Linked DNA regions of Hordeum vulgare: region 2 is linked to region 1. Evidence: chromatin contacts called from public Hi-C data. All regions are on one chromosome and are shown on one strand. The core of a region is the stretch at or near the end of the contact, and the rest is flanking DNA. Distances in the headings are between cores, read along the strand shown.

Region 1 (7,911 bases), core at 2,738-5,237:
GCTCTAGCTCAGATGACCTTAGGTGAACAGTAAGACTCTGAAAAAAATAAAAAAATTCTCATTTTTAACTTTGGCAACTGTTTCAATATTTGCAAAGTTTCATTGTGGAATGACATTGATGGAAGTCATGACAAAAACTAAAAAATTAATCACCAAAATGCTTTTGAAAACAACTTATTTGGAGCATCGATTTTAGTTTTTCTGCCATGATTGCCACGAATGTAATTCTATGAGGAAACTTTGCAAGCATCGAAAACATCTATCAAAGTTTGCCACAATAAAATCCAACATTGTATGCTTTTGTCTTCAAAAGTTTTAGATTTTACTATTCATCCAAGCTCATATGAGCTCGAGCTTAGTTAAACTGCATCTATGTTCTACTATGATGTGATATATTAATTATTGGGTGTCTTATTTGTTTTTGCGGGGAAAGGCGCAATTAACAAATTCACAAATCAGAAATCAAGTGCAATATTTTCCCCAGAAATCAGAAGAGTGCAATATGCAATTAATCAAGTGCCTAGCCCAAGATTGAAACAATTAGAAAGAAACACCGATGAGCCACTGCCAAACTAGGCGGATGTTGGTCCTGTTTGGATCCATGGGTTAGAGTTAGAGTTGGTTAGATTGGATCAAACTAATCCCAAAACATCCAAATAGGAGAGTTAGAGTTGGTTAGATCCATCTAACCCACCCAAAAGAACTAACCTATCCAAGAGGTGTTTATTTGGGGTAGAGTTAGATGGGGCCCGGAAAAAGTTATTTTTCCTTAGTCCACCACATCAAATCCTGGTTATAAGAGTCAAATGATTGAAAAAAATGCATTTATTGACAATCTAACCCTGCCACCCAAACACCTTTTTGATTAAAGTTAATTCAGGATTAGTTTACATTTAGAAGGTTAGTTTAGAGTTAGAATTTAACTCTAACCTCGTTAGAGTATCCAAACTGTTTTGTTAGTTGTTGCTGTCTCAGCCTCTTTCATGCAACTGTCAGAAGTACGGTACGTCGACATGCAGCATGCAATTTCAGAAGATTCAGAGTCCGGTGAGTAAAAAGATACCCCCAAACAGTGGAAGGAAAAGAAGAGAAAGCGAAGAGGTAAAGATGCCACTCACTTCCAATAATAGAGGCATAGAGAGCAGATCTCCGCCCTTCCTCCTGCCTGCTGCCCTATCATTATCAGCATGGACATAGCAGAAGCAACAAACAGCATTTCCACTACACTTGCCCCTCCTAACAGCTACAGTAGTGGATCAAATACTTTCTCAGTTCAGCTATATTTTAAGCTATTTATATTTTACTAGTAGTAACTTCCTTTTGCTGGCCTCTGCATTGCCTAGATATTACTGGGGGCTGCAGAAATTTAGGGGCCTTTATGGAATCATCAGGATGTATGTAAGCTAGGGACGAACGACAACCTTTAAATTTGCTAGAAGTCTTTGAATATTCCTTAGAGCTAGTACTAGTCAGAAAAGAAACAATAAAATATCCAAAGGAGGCAAACCATCGAGATCATCAGATTGTTTCATCTCATCATCACCGTGTCTTGTCCATGCCGAGAATAAATTAAAGGGGAGGAAATAGCAACAGCAGCAACTAATGCAACAGTGAAGCTGTCCAGGTCCAAGGGAACGTACTCTTAAGTCTTAACTACTACTAGTACGTAGTACTGTAAGCCAGAGTTGAACATGCATGAATGAATAATATAAAAGTAGTAACAGCTAATGACAAATCCGATGACATAAACCCCTACATAAAATGACATACAACTGAGCACCGGATCAAATGAAGCGTGTTAACAGAAATCTCACACCTCATGCGCCGGCCGGTTCATCAGTCTCTTCGCATCACGTCGCTTCCTTCCTCCTCCTCGCCCTGGAGCTGGAGCCGCTGTGCAGCCGGCGCGAGGAACCCCATAAACCCGCCGCCGCCGCCGCCGCCAACCAGATGGCTGAATCCGATCTGCCCAGACATTGCCGACGGCTGGTGGATTCCGGCTAGAGGGTCTAGCCAAGCGCGGGCAGACGCGGCCCAGCCGGCACTGGACTGAAGGGTTTCCCCGTTGGACGAGAAGAGGTGGCCTTGCTCCAGCCCTTGCCGCGCGGGGATGCCTGCAAACATGTAGCTGTCGCCGTTGCCGCCGGCGCCACGGCCCTCTCCCACGTTGTTGTCTGAGGCATGCCATGTCGACGATGGCATTCTCTGGCCGTGGTCTGGCCAACCTGGAACGCCTGCACCCGAGATGATACCGTGATGGTTGGGAGATACATGGGTAAAGATGTTATGCTGGTTGGACTGGAGTGTAAGGCACAGCTCCTGCGGCTGGCTGCTGGTTGTGCGAGACAGGAGGTCCGGCGGGGAGCCCCGGTACTCGTCGTGGCCACTGGCGGTGGCCGTGGACGAGGAAGGAAACAAGGACTTGACGTTGTCGGAGACTTGGTCTGCGCCAAGTGGATGTTGAAGGAAGGAGTTGGTCATGGCAGTACCTCCGGGGTTGCCGAACCCGTAGGACGACGTTGAGGTCACGTGCTCAGACATCTGCTCGGCGGCCACTGGCTCCGGCTCCGCGGTGGGCGGCGCCTCCTCGGGCCGGTCGGGGAGCTCCTCGATGGCGGCCTTGGCGTTGCGGATGAGCCAGTCGACGGCCTTGCTGGGGCGGTCGTAGCCGAGGCGGTCCTGCACGTCGTAGAAGCGGATGGCGGTGTGCGCGGCGAGGCGGACGCGGCGGTCGCGCAGCCCACGCGCGGTGCACACCTTGCTGTGCCTGTCCTTGCGGCCGGCCGCGGACCGCACGATGCGCCCGCTGCCGAATGCCGTCGCCAGGGCGTCCGCCACCGGCGTGGACTCGCCGCTGCTGCCGCCATCGGCGCCTTCCCCAGCTGCCTGCTGCTGCCTCCGGTGCTGGTGGAGGTAGCCTCCGAAGCCTTGCTGGTGGTAGATCTGGAGCTGCGCCTGCGCCTGCGCTCTCTCCTTCTCCTGGAGCAGGTAGTGCAGGGTGCTGGTGGTGGCGGCGGCGGTAGGGTTGCTCCAAGGGTCTAAGCCCTTGGACAACCGGTTCTTGTCCTCCTCCAGCTTGAGCTACCTCAATCTTACACTCCCCCGCCCACACCCCACCAACAACAAACCAACCGGCCGGGAACTGGAAGAAAGGGGCAGCCGGCCAGGCCTGATAGTTAATCGCAGGACGAAATACTAGCTAGTACTATTCCTGCATGGGATTGGCATATCTCTTGTGCTGCGCCTAGCTCTCAGCTTGACACCGGCCGAGGGAGGGAAAACCCAAAGATTTTAATGGCCACGGCGGAACCACACAAGCAAGCTTAGTAGCTGCTCGCTCGCTAGCTAGTCGGCCGGCCTGCTGCCTCCCTTTTGCGAAAGTGACAAGCAAAAGAGGGCAGTGAGTGCAGCGTAGATCTTATCTTGGCAATCTAGCTCTTTGTGTGCTAGCTAAGCTCACACTCGGATCGATCCGATGGGAGAGAGAGAGGGGCGAAAGAAGATCTAGAGAGGGAGTGAGTGACGCTCCATCCAAAAGGGGGATCATTATTATGCTTCTACTACTAGTAGTAGTATTTCTTACCCACATACTCCTCTCTATATGTAAACCCTGAGAGAGAAGGACATGTGGTGCTGCTTGAGTTTAGGAGAGCATCTCTCCTCCATGCATGCTCCCAGTTTTATTATGACAGCGGGTAAAGTGTTGAGAGGGAGAGAGAGAGAGAGTCTATGGAAGTATAGATTGGTAGGATGATGCAGGGCGAGAGCGAGAGGGCAGAGGCGCAGGGCATGCAGGCCAAGTCAGGGCGGAGGACAGAAACTCTGGCGGGGATCACGTCCCTCTCCCTGCTTCAGTTTTGCCGATTTTAATTCAATTCAATTGCACGGGACATTAAATCGCGCCCTCGCTCTTTGCTTTGGCGACTAAAGACTGCATGCTCCAGTCCAGTGGGTATGGCCCACGCACATACAGCATCATATACGCTGCCGGCTGATTGTGTACTGTTGTGTCATGTCTATTCTATTGCAAAGTTGCGCACGACTGTGACTGTGTCATGCTCATGCATGCACCCAGATCTTCTTGTTTCTTCGTTAAGCACCACGGCCGTATATATGCGTACTGTAGCATGCATGTACTGTACGCGGGTAATAGTACGGTAACTACTTACATCTGATCCCGGCCAGAGAAACGAACGTTTTCCTGGTGAAAAACACGAGCACAAATTTTGACCTGTCCAATCGATTAATAACCGGCATGTGTGTGCCGTGCTCTAGGTGTGTAGATAAGAGGCTTGTACCAAGCCTAGGTGTGTAGAGGCGTGGTGTGATGTGGTGAGGCGGCCGACCGCGCCATCACAGAGGTACAGTTCCTCCACCATTAACTACGCACTGCGCGCGCGACGAGTAGGTTGCAACACGCGCGCCGGGATGCAGCTAGCTACTCTACACGCTAGATCCATCAACTCTTGCTCGCATGTATTCAATGCAGACGCGCCAATTATTTGGGCCGGCTAGACAATTGGCTTCACTGGTCCGTCCTCTCGTGCTGTGTCACGTCCTGCCTCCTCTACTCGGCTTAGGTTTGCTAAACTAGGCTAATCTCTCCTTGCCCGAAAGAAATATGTCCCATGAAGTTTCTGAATACAGGTCTTCCCCCTTCTTCATCTTGTCTGTCAGCGATGGGCGCCAGGGCAAAGCCTTCCGCTAAGGACTGGCACGTTGCCGGACATCAATGCGAGTAGCTAACAAAGCTAGGTCCACGAACCACACAGCCCCGTCGATTTTTGTTTGCATGCTGAATAGTACTAGTATAAATGACAAATAGTACTAGTACTTCATACTTATTACTCCCTTCGTTTCTAAATGTTAGAGATTTCAATATAAATTACGAAGCAAAATAAATAAATAAATATTTTAAAATATATCTATATACATTAATACGTAGTCCGTAGTCCGTAGTGAAATCTTCAAAGCGATTTATACTTAGAAACGGAAGGTATAGATGGGACTATGGACTCCACACGGCTCCATTACTGGTTTCAATCAATAGTTAATTACTCCCTTCGTTCTAAAATTCTTGTCTTAGATTTATCTAGAGATAAATGTATGTAAATACTAAAATATGACTACATAAATTCATATTTAGATAAATTTAAGACAAGAATTTTAGGACAGAGGGAATACATTGCAGTTAGATTGTTGATGCAGTTGTGGCCATGCTAAAGTAAAACAATTTTAAACTAAAAAATGTCACCTACATAAAATAAATCAAGTTGAGGAGCATAGCTCCCAACATCATTCACAATGAAATTGATAATTGTTTTGAATTATAGATGGACACTACGCTCACATACACAATATTTTTTGGTTAATCTCTAAGACCATTATGACATGGAGGAAAGTTTACTACCATACCACTAGAGTTGAGACATGTTTACAAATGATTCTCTTCTACATGCTATTGAAACTTGAGAAGAGGAGTGATGCATGTGTGTTTCTCCTCCGCCTTGTGCCCCACACGCGCATCGTGTTTCGTGATCGAGCCGAGTTTAGACCTATGTCATGGATGTGCTACAGGGGCGGATCCAGTGTAGGGTCATGTAGGGTCGGTCGCCCCGGGTAAATTTTCTAAACATATGGTACCCCTCTTGCTTTTTGCAACGTCAATGGGAGGGAGAGTAGCTCTCGTATAGATCGGCATGTATGTTGGATTGGAGATGTATTTACGAGCAGGAAGACGAGAAGATAACGATTAGCTTGTAAGTTGAAAAGATGGGCCATTGACTAAGGCCCACTTGCAGGTGACTTCGTGAGCCCCTAAGTTTCTGTAAAGTTCTTGTATTACCAATTCTGTCGATAGGAAACCATATTAGGCAATATGTATTCCTAGATCACGCCGCCTTCAGGTGCTGCCTCGCGTCCAAGATGCGGCGCCCTAGGCTGTCGGTCGGTAGCCTTGCCGCGAGCCTGCCCGGCTCCTTCCCCAACTGACAGTGCTCGAAGGGGAAGGAGAAGAACCCACGTGTTCCTATGGTCATCCATGGGAGAGGCAGGATCGGCAGCCTCCCTGTTTATATCTCTAACCGATCAGCCAACAGAGAGAGCAACAACAAGTTTATTCATTCTCGTTCTTGGCATCACCAACCTTCTTCTCTCATACTTCTATATATTTTTAAATTCTTTTTTACTTTAGCCAAATTTTTGAACGTTAATTACCAAATTTGATGTCATGCGAACCTAAGAAGATGAAGATGAAGCAGACCTTATATGATTTTTTGTCACGTTATATATTTTTTCCCTTAAGAATGAAACTACTTTGAATTGTTCATTGCGGTGGTCATCTTGCTTGGATTCATATGACTCGGTCAAATAATTTTGACTGTCTTCTTTTATTGCATCATGGCTTCAAAAAACCCGCCCCTGGTAACTTCAAATTATGGATCCGCCACTGATGTGCTATATTTCTGTCACTCAGGAACGGTTAGTTAACCTGTGATTTATTATGGGTCATTAATGGAAGTGTCATGGATTATTTGCCGACTAGGTCGTGGGCCTAAGCAGGCCCGCGACTCCCTACTCAACGGCCTATATATCTTGTCCACAAGTTTAGGAGCTTGAATTTCAAGCCTCATAATTTAAGGAAACATGCTTTACATTTGAGGGTTGGCCATCATGTTTGGTTAGACCAATCCGATGATCCTATGTTTGTCCTTGCAAACATTGTGACGACCTAATAAAAGCTTCACGAGATTGTCTAAAAAGGCATTGGTAACTCCGGTCAACACTCTGATTCCCTCCTCACGCAGAACCGTAGTCGTCCTCTACTGTTCCACTCAATGTAGCTACTTTCGGTGATCCCATCCCATCAATCGCATGCCCGATCATTTGGTAGAGCGGGCCTTCAGAACCCTGCCCTTTGTGATCATGCATCGGGAGAAGGGCGATAATGTTTTTGAGGAGCGCCTCGGCACAAGTGCTCCCTTTTCGTGGTGGTCTTCACCCTCTACTTCAACTACTTCCCCGACACTAAAGGTTCACTCGAATATCCATTTGTGTTGGTATAAAGGTCAATATGGATATCCACGGTTCCGCTATTGATCACTAATTGGAAATAGTTCCAGTCATGTTTATCTTTCACCAAACCTACAGGTTCTACGCTTAAGGGTTATTTATATGCTAAGTATTAGGGTAGGAACCTAAGAAATAGTCACCATAAAAGTTTCAAAGAAACTAAATATGTTTCTGATAGAAAACTGAAAGTGGTTCGGAGAAACCAAAAATTGTTTCGGTGTAAATCATCAAGCCAAAAAGTTTTGGAACATGTCCAACATTTTTTGGAGAGTGTCAGAAATGCTATAGGACCTTGCAAAAAATCCGGAGGGAATGCACGCAAAAAAATACATTGTCCCCACCCGGGGGTCAAGATCCCTAATTTATGGGGGCTAATTTTTTTGGGCCCCGCACTTTTTTGTGGGGCAACCCAGAAACGGTGAAAAACTTGTCGAGGGCATCCCTAACATTTCGTGTAGAAATGTTGGGACCCCCCTTGGGGCATCCCTCTCCATGTGGTGCCATAGACAAAGAGAGGCTTGGGGGCAAGCTCCCCCTTTTGTGGGGTAATGTTGGTGAGGGGTCGGTGGTTATTTGGCATCCATCTCCTTGACTCCTTCATCCCTTCTTCCATTATAAATACGGGAAGAGGTGCTCTTCAAACACAACTCAATTTCAGCCTTTGAGCTCTCACCATTGTCATGCAATGATCTGCCTTTCTCTCTCATGCCCCTCGCTAAATAGTTTCATTCTGCCGCAAGGCTGACTAGTATCCGGTAGAGACTAGCTCTAGACAATGAAGTGCCGCTGGATAGGTGACACCATATGTGTGCAACCCGGAAGAGGGGTCGTTCATTTGAT
Region 2 (7,911 bases), core at 3,318-5,817, 240 kb before region 1:
ACACATTGCACAATTTCGGTATATATCCGGAGTAATATTTTCTTACATGATTAACATTCTTAAAATATATAGGTAAACTTTTCTATACACGATCAACAGTTTTTGGATTTTATTTTTTAATGTTCAAACTTTTTTAATACATGTTCTACATTTTCTGTATACATCACCGACATTTTTTTGCAAACATTTAATATTTTTGAAATAGATGATTAACAGTGTATTAGAACATTTCCTCTTTATGAAATTTTTTTTGTATAAATATTACATTTTCGGTATACACCAAGAACATTTTGTTTATGCATATTTGACATATTTTGAATATTTTACTAACATTTGTTTGATACACGATTAATATTATGTTTCTATGATCATTTTTATTACGTGTTGTACATTTTTGGTATACATCAAGAACATTGTTTGTACATGTTTAACATTTTTTAAACAGATGATCAACATTTTTAGAAAACATTTATTTCTATATGTCTAACCTTTTTCATCCGCGTCATATATTTCCTTTGTACATCAACGAAAACCTAGATGTTTAAATTTTTGTAAATAAATGATTAAAATTTTCAAAAAAATTTATTTCTACTTTTTTTCATCCTCATTGTACATTTTTGATACATTTTTCATATACATCGTAAACATTTTTTATACACATTTAACATTTTTAAATACATAATTACATTTTTCAAAAAAAATATGTAAATTATATTTTGTAATATATACGTTTGGAATATTTGAATGTATAAAAAAAAATTTATAGATAAATAAAAACAGGTGAAAATAGGAAAATAAATGAAGTGAATTCTTGCGTACCTTGGGCCAGCCCGAGGCTACCATCGAACTCACATCTATCCACCTATAGGCGTGTCCCACGAACTAAGAGCATTTCTAACAGATCCCGTATAAATGGTTAAACCCGTAAAAGATTTGCGTTTTACAGTTTTGATGGCAAAAATTATGCAGGAACCAAAAAGTGGTCCAATCCGTAATTTTTTTAAGGGGCACAAAAAAACCACATCCGAAAACCTTATTTTTGAAGGTTGGAAGGTCGATTCTAGGGGCCCGTATACCGGTCAAACCTCATCCGAGCAAGCACGCCACCGCGGAGTTTGCCAGAATCCGCCCTAAACTCGCCGGAATTCATCACCACACGCTGGAAAAGGCCATTGGGCGCCGCAGTCGATCGTCAGCGGTTTGAATTGGACGAGCTCGACCTCGCAATGGCCTCCCATGACCTCGGCCTGGCTGTCGAAATTCTCCTAGCGCGGCAGGCAAAGGGGCAAGGCTCGGCCGGCGTGGCTGGCAACATAGCAACGCGTTGACGACGGAGGCGACGGTGCAAGGCCGGCAGGCGACAAGGCGTGGTCGGTGAGGCTGGGCGCCGCCGACGTGGTGCTGGGGTGCGGTCGGCGGGGACGGGGCGCGTCCGACGGGCGACGGGGCATGGACGACGGGTGATGGGACGTGGCCGATGGGCAACGGGGCGCGACCGGCGGGGTTGGACGCGTCCGACATGGCCGACACGGCCGGCTGAAGGAATGGGCGGCGGGCGGCGGACCGGAGGAAGGAGCTGTATATCACAGTTGTACAGTTTTTTACAATTTCTGTTCGAACGTAGCTAAAATAAATCTTTAAAATGCCTTTTTTTCGATTCATATCTTAATTTTACAATTTGCGTTTTTACAGGGCCTGCTAAAGATGCTCTAAGGGTTCATACACCCTCAAAAAACTAAAGGTTCATACAACTAGCAAGAAAACAAAGAGTGCCCGCTCAGATCGTATGAGTTACTAAGCTCTTTTGGTACGCTCCCACTGAGCCCAGCACCTTTGCAAACAGCCGAATTAGATTGCCCAGCTCACCGACAGATGTTGGCAGTTCAGCATTGAAGTTGTTCTCTGATATATCAAGTTCCTTGAAACTTTTGAGACCACCAATTGACCAAGGGATGGTGCCTGTGAACTTGCATTTGGGGAGTTGAAGAACTTTTAGCAGCTTCAGGTTACCAATCTCTTCTGGAATGCTTCCATTAAGACCATTCTGTCTCTAAATTAGCAATTCCTGATTTTCCAGTTGACGAATCTCCCTAGGTATTGGCCCCACCAAACTGTTTGATGAGAGATCAAGTGTCAACTGGTTCACCAACGCTGTTATTTCCGGGAATATTGATCCAGTGAGGCTATTCTGGCTTGTATCAAGGTGCTAGAGCCGAGACTGGTTAGACCGAATGGTTCCCGTTTTGGCGAACGATGTAATGTTTTTAGTTACAGTTTTATTAAAACACATCTAGATATTTCATAATTATTGCACATCTAAATTCTATATCATTCATTTTACGCGGAGGTTAATGTGAGTATTTCTTTCTTTTATGCTTGATTAAGTCATTTTGATATGTAATAATTAAAACATATCTAAATGTATCCTAAATAGACCATTAACTGGCCATGATGGCCATTTATCTAAAAAAAAGTTCATACGACTAGTAGCAAGAATATAAAAAAGTCCGCTAAGACAACACACACATACCTTTGTTTTTAGAAAAAGAGTGGGATGCAGAACCATACTTAATTTTGCTCTTAGGGCATCGAAAGATGCAAAGCCATACTTAAATTTGCTCTTAGGGTATCTTAGTTTCCTTAGGTGTCCGTCCGTGGGCACGGACAAGGGAGCCCGCCACCCAATCATAGCCGCATACATTTCGAATCGATCGAACAGAATTCGTGCAAACAAGACTGAATTCATGTAAATACAATCGTATTTCATACAAACATTACAAATATCATATAAAAATAACGGATTTCATTACATTTACATCAACTAAAAGGTGTTCATCCGACTCTAGAGGTATAACTAATACACCTAATCTGTGATAGCCAGCACCCATTTCCCGTGTCCCGCCATGAGCCCTGAAAACTGAAGCTTTGTCTACTCCAGCTCCACCTCCGTGACCTCCTTCTTCGGAGCCTCGGGAAATGAAGCTGTCTGCGCCAAGCGGCTAATCGACCGACAATGTTGAGTCCGCCAAGCTTTCTTTCAACTGAGGGGAGGAGCGACTGCCTTCTTGGGACCCGAGCGGCGGCGACCTACCGTGCACTACTCACGCGTGGAGGTGCCAGCTTCATGGTCATCGCGGTAGGGCTCGGCCTCGGCGATGTCCTACTCCTCGTCGTTGGTCTCGCCAAACGTTGCCTCGCCCGCGTCGTCACACTCCTTGTAGACGTCCGCCACCTCCGCCACCCGCTGACGATACCGCCAACGGGCGAGGCAGGCAGAGTGGTATGACTCGAGCAGTCCCTCCTGCTCCTGCAGGTCCGCGTCCGGCGCGACTGCCCTGCCGACGGCGAGCTGCTCTTCCGCCTGCACGTGCCCCTCAAGGAGGTGGTGGTTGTAGGCGGTGTGGACCCGTGCCTCCCGGAAGTGCTCCTCATGCTCCTCTCATACCATGTCCATGTAATGGGCACGAGCCTTGCCCATGGCCCTGGTGCAATGCACCGGTGAGGGTGACGCAGAGGAGGAGGAGAGTGGCGCTAGTTCGTCATTGAAAGCGTCCTTAATTTGGACGTCGTCATCCTTTGGCTGTCTGCTGGCCATCTCCTTCTTCTGGTCCGATGCCAGCCTGTCCCAAAGAGTTTTGGTGGGAGAGGAATCCATGATGGGAGTGGTGCGGAGAGGTATCGGAGGCGGATGACTGCATCTATGACTGGGGCAATGCTTTATATAACAATGGTGGGCAACAGAGGGACAAACGGGTGGTGCTAGCGGAGACGCTTTGGCAACCGCATGCCACCAATGTGGATTGACGTATGGGTGGCCGGCCGTCGTGTCGTTCGAACGCGCATCAGTCGCGTGCACTCGAGAGGGACATGAACAGCGCTCTCTTGACCGGCGCGTCACTTCAATACCGGCGTGAGTGTGCAGTTGTGTCCGTTCTAACCGGGCATGAATGCGGACGCTGACAGAAAGCTTGCGGATGGAGAAGAAATTTTGGGTGGGTCAGGGCGCTAGAAGCGGGCTTGAGAGCGGTCTGAACTCATACAGACCTCTTTGCATTTGTCTTCGGTTTACGAAAGAAAATATATTTAGACCACACAAAAACTGACACATGGCCGCATGGCTTTCAATGCGGTATGAATGTATGCGGCAGGTTTAGGGGTCAGCGTTGGTGACATTCCTATGCTTTAGTCCAACTAAATCTATGTCTAATGATCGCTCCATCCGAACATGGGCAGATCGATCTCGATATATGCTCGCGCCCACCTCGAGTTTCACCACATCAAAACAACATGATTCGTCTTTTCGAGAGACAATCTGTCACTGCAGGCAGCTAGCACGATCGCGGACAGGCCATCTTTTGGCGGCTTTGCCATGAGAGCATCAGATCCACCATGCATTGTTGACGTGGCGACGTTGACACCGGGCCGGCTTTGTAGGAAGGAGCAGAATATGCCCCCGTTCGTCGAATCCTCGAAAGCGCCGTGCTCGATCGATGATGTGACGTCGATCGAATGCAATGCAGATTCCCCCGAGCTGGGCCTGCGCTAGCTATCTAGTCTGGGGTCGGCCGGGCGGGCAAACGAAACTCGGGCGAGCAGGTGCGGTGGTTCATGGTTCGGTTGAAAGCGCCACCGTATCTTGTATTCGTGAAAAAGCAACGCGTCAGCGTCGTCGGGCACTGGCGCCTCTGTGGACAGGCAAAGAGACCGACGAAGATGCGCGCCCGCGCGGCCGAGAGATGCCATTGCCATCGAAGCTAGAGCACTGCGCTGGAGATGCTGTAACGCGATCCGCAAACTGGACACCGCTTTGTGGGTCGGAAGGATCAGTCCGCAAACACTGATACAGCCGGTTATCCCACTATTTCCACATACATGCTTCATTTTTAACAATAATGCTAGACCTACAAAGATTTACAAAGGTTTACTTAACCTTTCAAACTAATTCTTCTCTCCCCCTTGATTTTTTCAGTGGGGGTAGGGCCCTCATCTCCCAATTACCAATCACAATCCTATACATCAGTTTGTACGTAAAATCTTTAAGTAAGCCTTTGTGGATGTAGCATTACTCCGTTTTTAAATATAAATCTTTTTAAAGATTTTACTACAGACTACATACGAAACAAAATGAGTGAATATATACTTTAAAATATATTTATACACATATGTATGTAATCTCCAGTGAAATCAACGGATGAAGTAACTAAACATTTGACAAAATGAACCTATTAGAAAACAAATATTTGAGTAAAAGAACCTGCTAAAAGCAACAAGCATTTAGTTATGTGAAGGCTACTACGCGCATCACCAAATGAAGCTAATACGAAACTGCGCTTTCCGTCAACTTGTCAAATGACTGCAAAATTTGTTTAATAAAATATACTCCCTTCGTCCTAAAATTTTTGTCATAGGTTTTTTAGAAATGGATGTATCAAAATACTAAGACATGACTATGAATATCTAAACAAATCTAAAACAAAATTTTTGGGATGGAGGGAGTATTCCTTAGCACCTTCCGCCAAGTGCAAATAAACTAAGCAAAGTTAACCATTGCAATTGCACAATTCCGCTAAATGCTAGCGACATGGGCAGACAGAGAGTAGATAGTGTACATGATGACTTTTGATTGGTGGGATGAATGTTCGGACTCCTGCAAAGCCCTTGAAGTTTGGTTTCGGTTTATGGGATTATTGATGTTTGGACTGGTCCACGGACCGATATAAGACGACGTTGAATAGCATATTAGATTTGGACAGCTCGACCAAAGATGTCATACGATTTTTTCTATAGGCAATTTCACTTGTTTGTTTGTATGGGGGTGTCCGAGTTAGTTCATGTACAACTAGTTATTGTGGAGCTCTCATTAAGATTTTTCTGTTTTTGTATTTGCACAAACATTATGTATACATCAAGTGGCTCTTAGGTGAAATGGGGTGTAATACGGCTTCAGGCCCATCGAGTTTTTTGGTGATCTTTTATAGGCGTTTTGGCATTTGGTGGCCTCGCAGATGCTTCACATAATTGATGGTTTTTGTTTAGGTCTCATTGACATAAAAATATTGAACTATGGGGTGTTGACGTACTCTCAAAGATTGTGGGGCGGAAAATACCCGCCAATTTAGACCTATCACATTGATTAATGTGAGCATTTGATTGTATGCGAAAGGGGCCACAACTCGTTTGACGTCGGTGGCCCACAAAATCATACACCCTAGTTAGATGAACTTTATTGAAGGGCGTAGTATCCTCGATGACATTATGGTGCTACATGAGGTGATTCACGAGTTTAAGAATTCCAAGGAGAAAGTGCTTATCCTAAGATTGATTTCGGGAAAGCGTATGACCGGGTGAGAGGGGATTTCCTGAAAGAGATGCTTCAGAAAAAGGATTTTGATCGCAGATGGGTAAGCTGGATGATGCAACTAGTCTGTCGGGGCATACAAGAATCAATATTAACGGAGTGGTTGGTCCGTTTTTTTCAAATGCTAGAGGTGTCTAACAGGGTGATCCGATATCTCCCCTCCTATTTAACATTCTGTCAAACGCCCTTACCTCGATGATTGATCGGGCCAAGGGGGCTGGAGTGGCTTCAAGGATCATTCCCTATGGGTTAGCACAACTACAACATGTGGATGGCACGTTAATCTTCATCCAATATTCCGAGGTGCATATTATCAAACTAGCTCAAGTTCCTCCTAATGTGCTTCGAGGCGATGCTAGCAAAGTTGTCAGAATGACTCAAGTATTAGAATCTTACGACTTTACGATCCAAACCAGCCCCTCTGATTCTACGATTTTTCTCATAGAATCTAAGTTTCTACGATCCTAGTAGTTATGATCCTACGATTCACGATCCTACCAACGGAGCTCAGATCCGATTTAGAATCGCGATTCTGACAACCTTGGATGCCAGGTCTCAAAATAAGTTTCGATAAAAGTGAGGCAATTGTGGTGGGTTGCGACTGTTGGGGAACGTTGCATGGGAAACAAAAAATTTCCTACGCACACATAAGATCTATCCATGATGTTGACGGTGGAGCTACTCCAGTAGGGCTTCGTCGTGCACTACCGGAATAACCTACGGGGTGTCACGAAGTAGTGGAGGGAGAGGGGCTACGACGTGGCTTGAGGTGCGGCTAGCCTCTCTACCCTCCACTATATATAGGAGGGAGGGAGGGGTGGCGCCCTAGGGAAACCCCCTAGGGTTCGGCCGACGCACCAAGGAGGAGGGAGGAGCCCTTCAATTCGGTTTGGTGAAGGAGGAGTCCTCCTCCTAGTAGGTTTGCCCCACCTCTCTCTCTTTTGACACTTCAGCCAAATAGGCCCACTTGGGCTGGCGGCCCAGCCCACCAGGGGCTGGTGCACCACCCTTGGGCCTATTTGGCCCCCCTTCGTGTGGGTGGCCCCTCCGAGTGGTACCCCGGAACCCATTCGTCACTCCCGGTACTTTACCGGTAATGCCCAAAATCCTTCCGGAAGCCAAATGCACCCTTCCTATATATCAATCTTCATCTCCGGACCATTTCGGAACTCCTCGTGACATCCAGGATCTCATCCGAGACTCCTAACAACATTCGGTTACCAACATACATAACTCAACTATACGTAAATGTCACCGAACCTTAAGTGCGCAAACCCTGCGGGTTCGAGAACTATGCAGACATGACCGAGACACTCTCCGGTCAAGAACCAATAGCGAGACCTAGATGTACATATTGGATCCTACATATCCTACGAAGATCTTAATCGGTTGAACCTCTATGTCAAGGATTCAGTTAATCCCGCATAACATTCCCTTTGTACATCGGTATGTTACTTGCCCGAGATTCGATCATCGGTATCTCTATACCTATTTGAATCTCGTTACCGCCAAGTCTCTTTACTCGTTGCGTAATACAAAATCCTATGGATAAC

What was found. A called contact is a pair of places that touch in the nucleus more often than the background predicts.
Region 2: a Hi-C map of seedling shows a contact between it and region 1, with 8 times the contacts expected there. The contact joins two enhancer-like sites. A contact is called at or near these places in 2 of 6 Hi-C or Micro-C datasets (leaf and seedling).

The regions. Positions count from the first base shown.
Region 1 is chr3H:490,932,612-490,940,522 of MorexV3_pseudomolecules_assembly, reverse strand. It overlaps LOC123441914 (transcription factor PCF7-like), which reads right to left. Exons shown (of 2, transcript XM_045118086.1): 2 at 1,492-3,081. The coding sequence ends at 1,837. Among protein-coding and RNA genes, the nearest start is that of LOC123441914, 7.2 kb to the right of the region's middle. Within about 2 kb of position 3,987, at least 3 of the 3 cell types and tissues checked have open chromatin away from gene starts, as enhancers often do. A contact at or near this core is called in leaf and seedling, where this site is marked.
Region 2 is chr3H:491,169,922-491,177,832 of MorexV3_pseudomolecules_assembly, reverse strand. No RefSeq gene overlaps it. Among protein-coding and RNA genes, the nearest start is that of LOC123440262, 31 kb to the left of the region's middle. Within about 2 kb of position 4,567, at least 3 of the 3 cell types and tissues checked have open chromatin away from gene starts, as enhancers often do. A contact at or near this core is called in leaf and seedling, where this site is marked.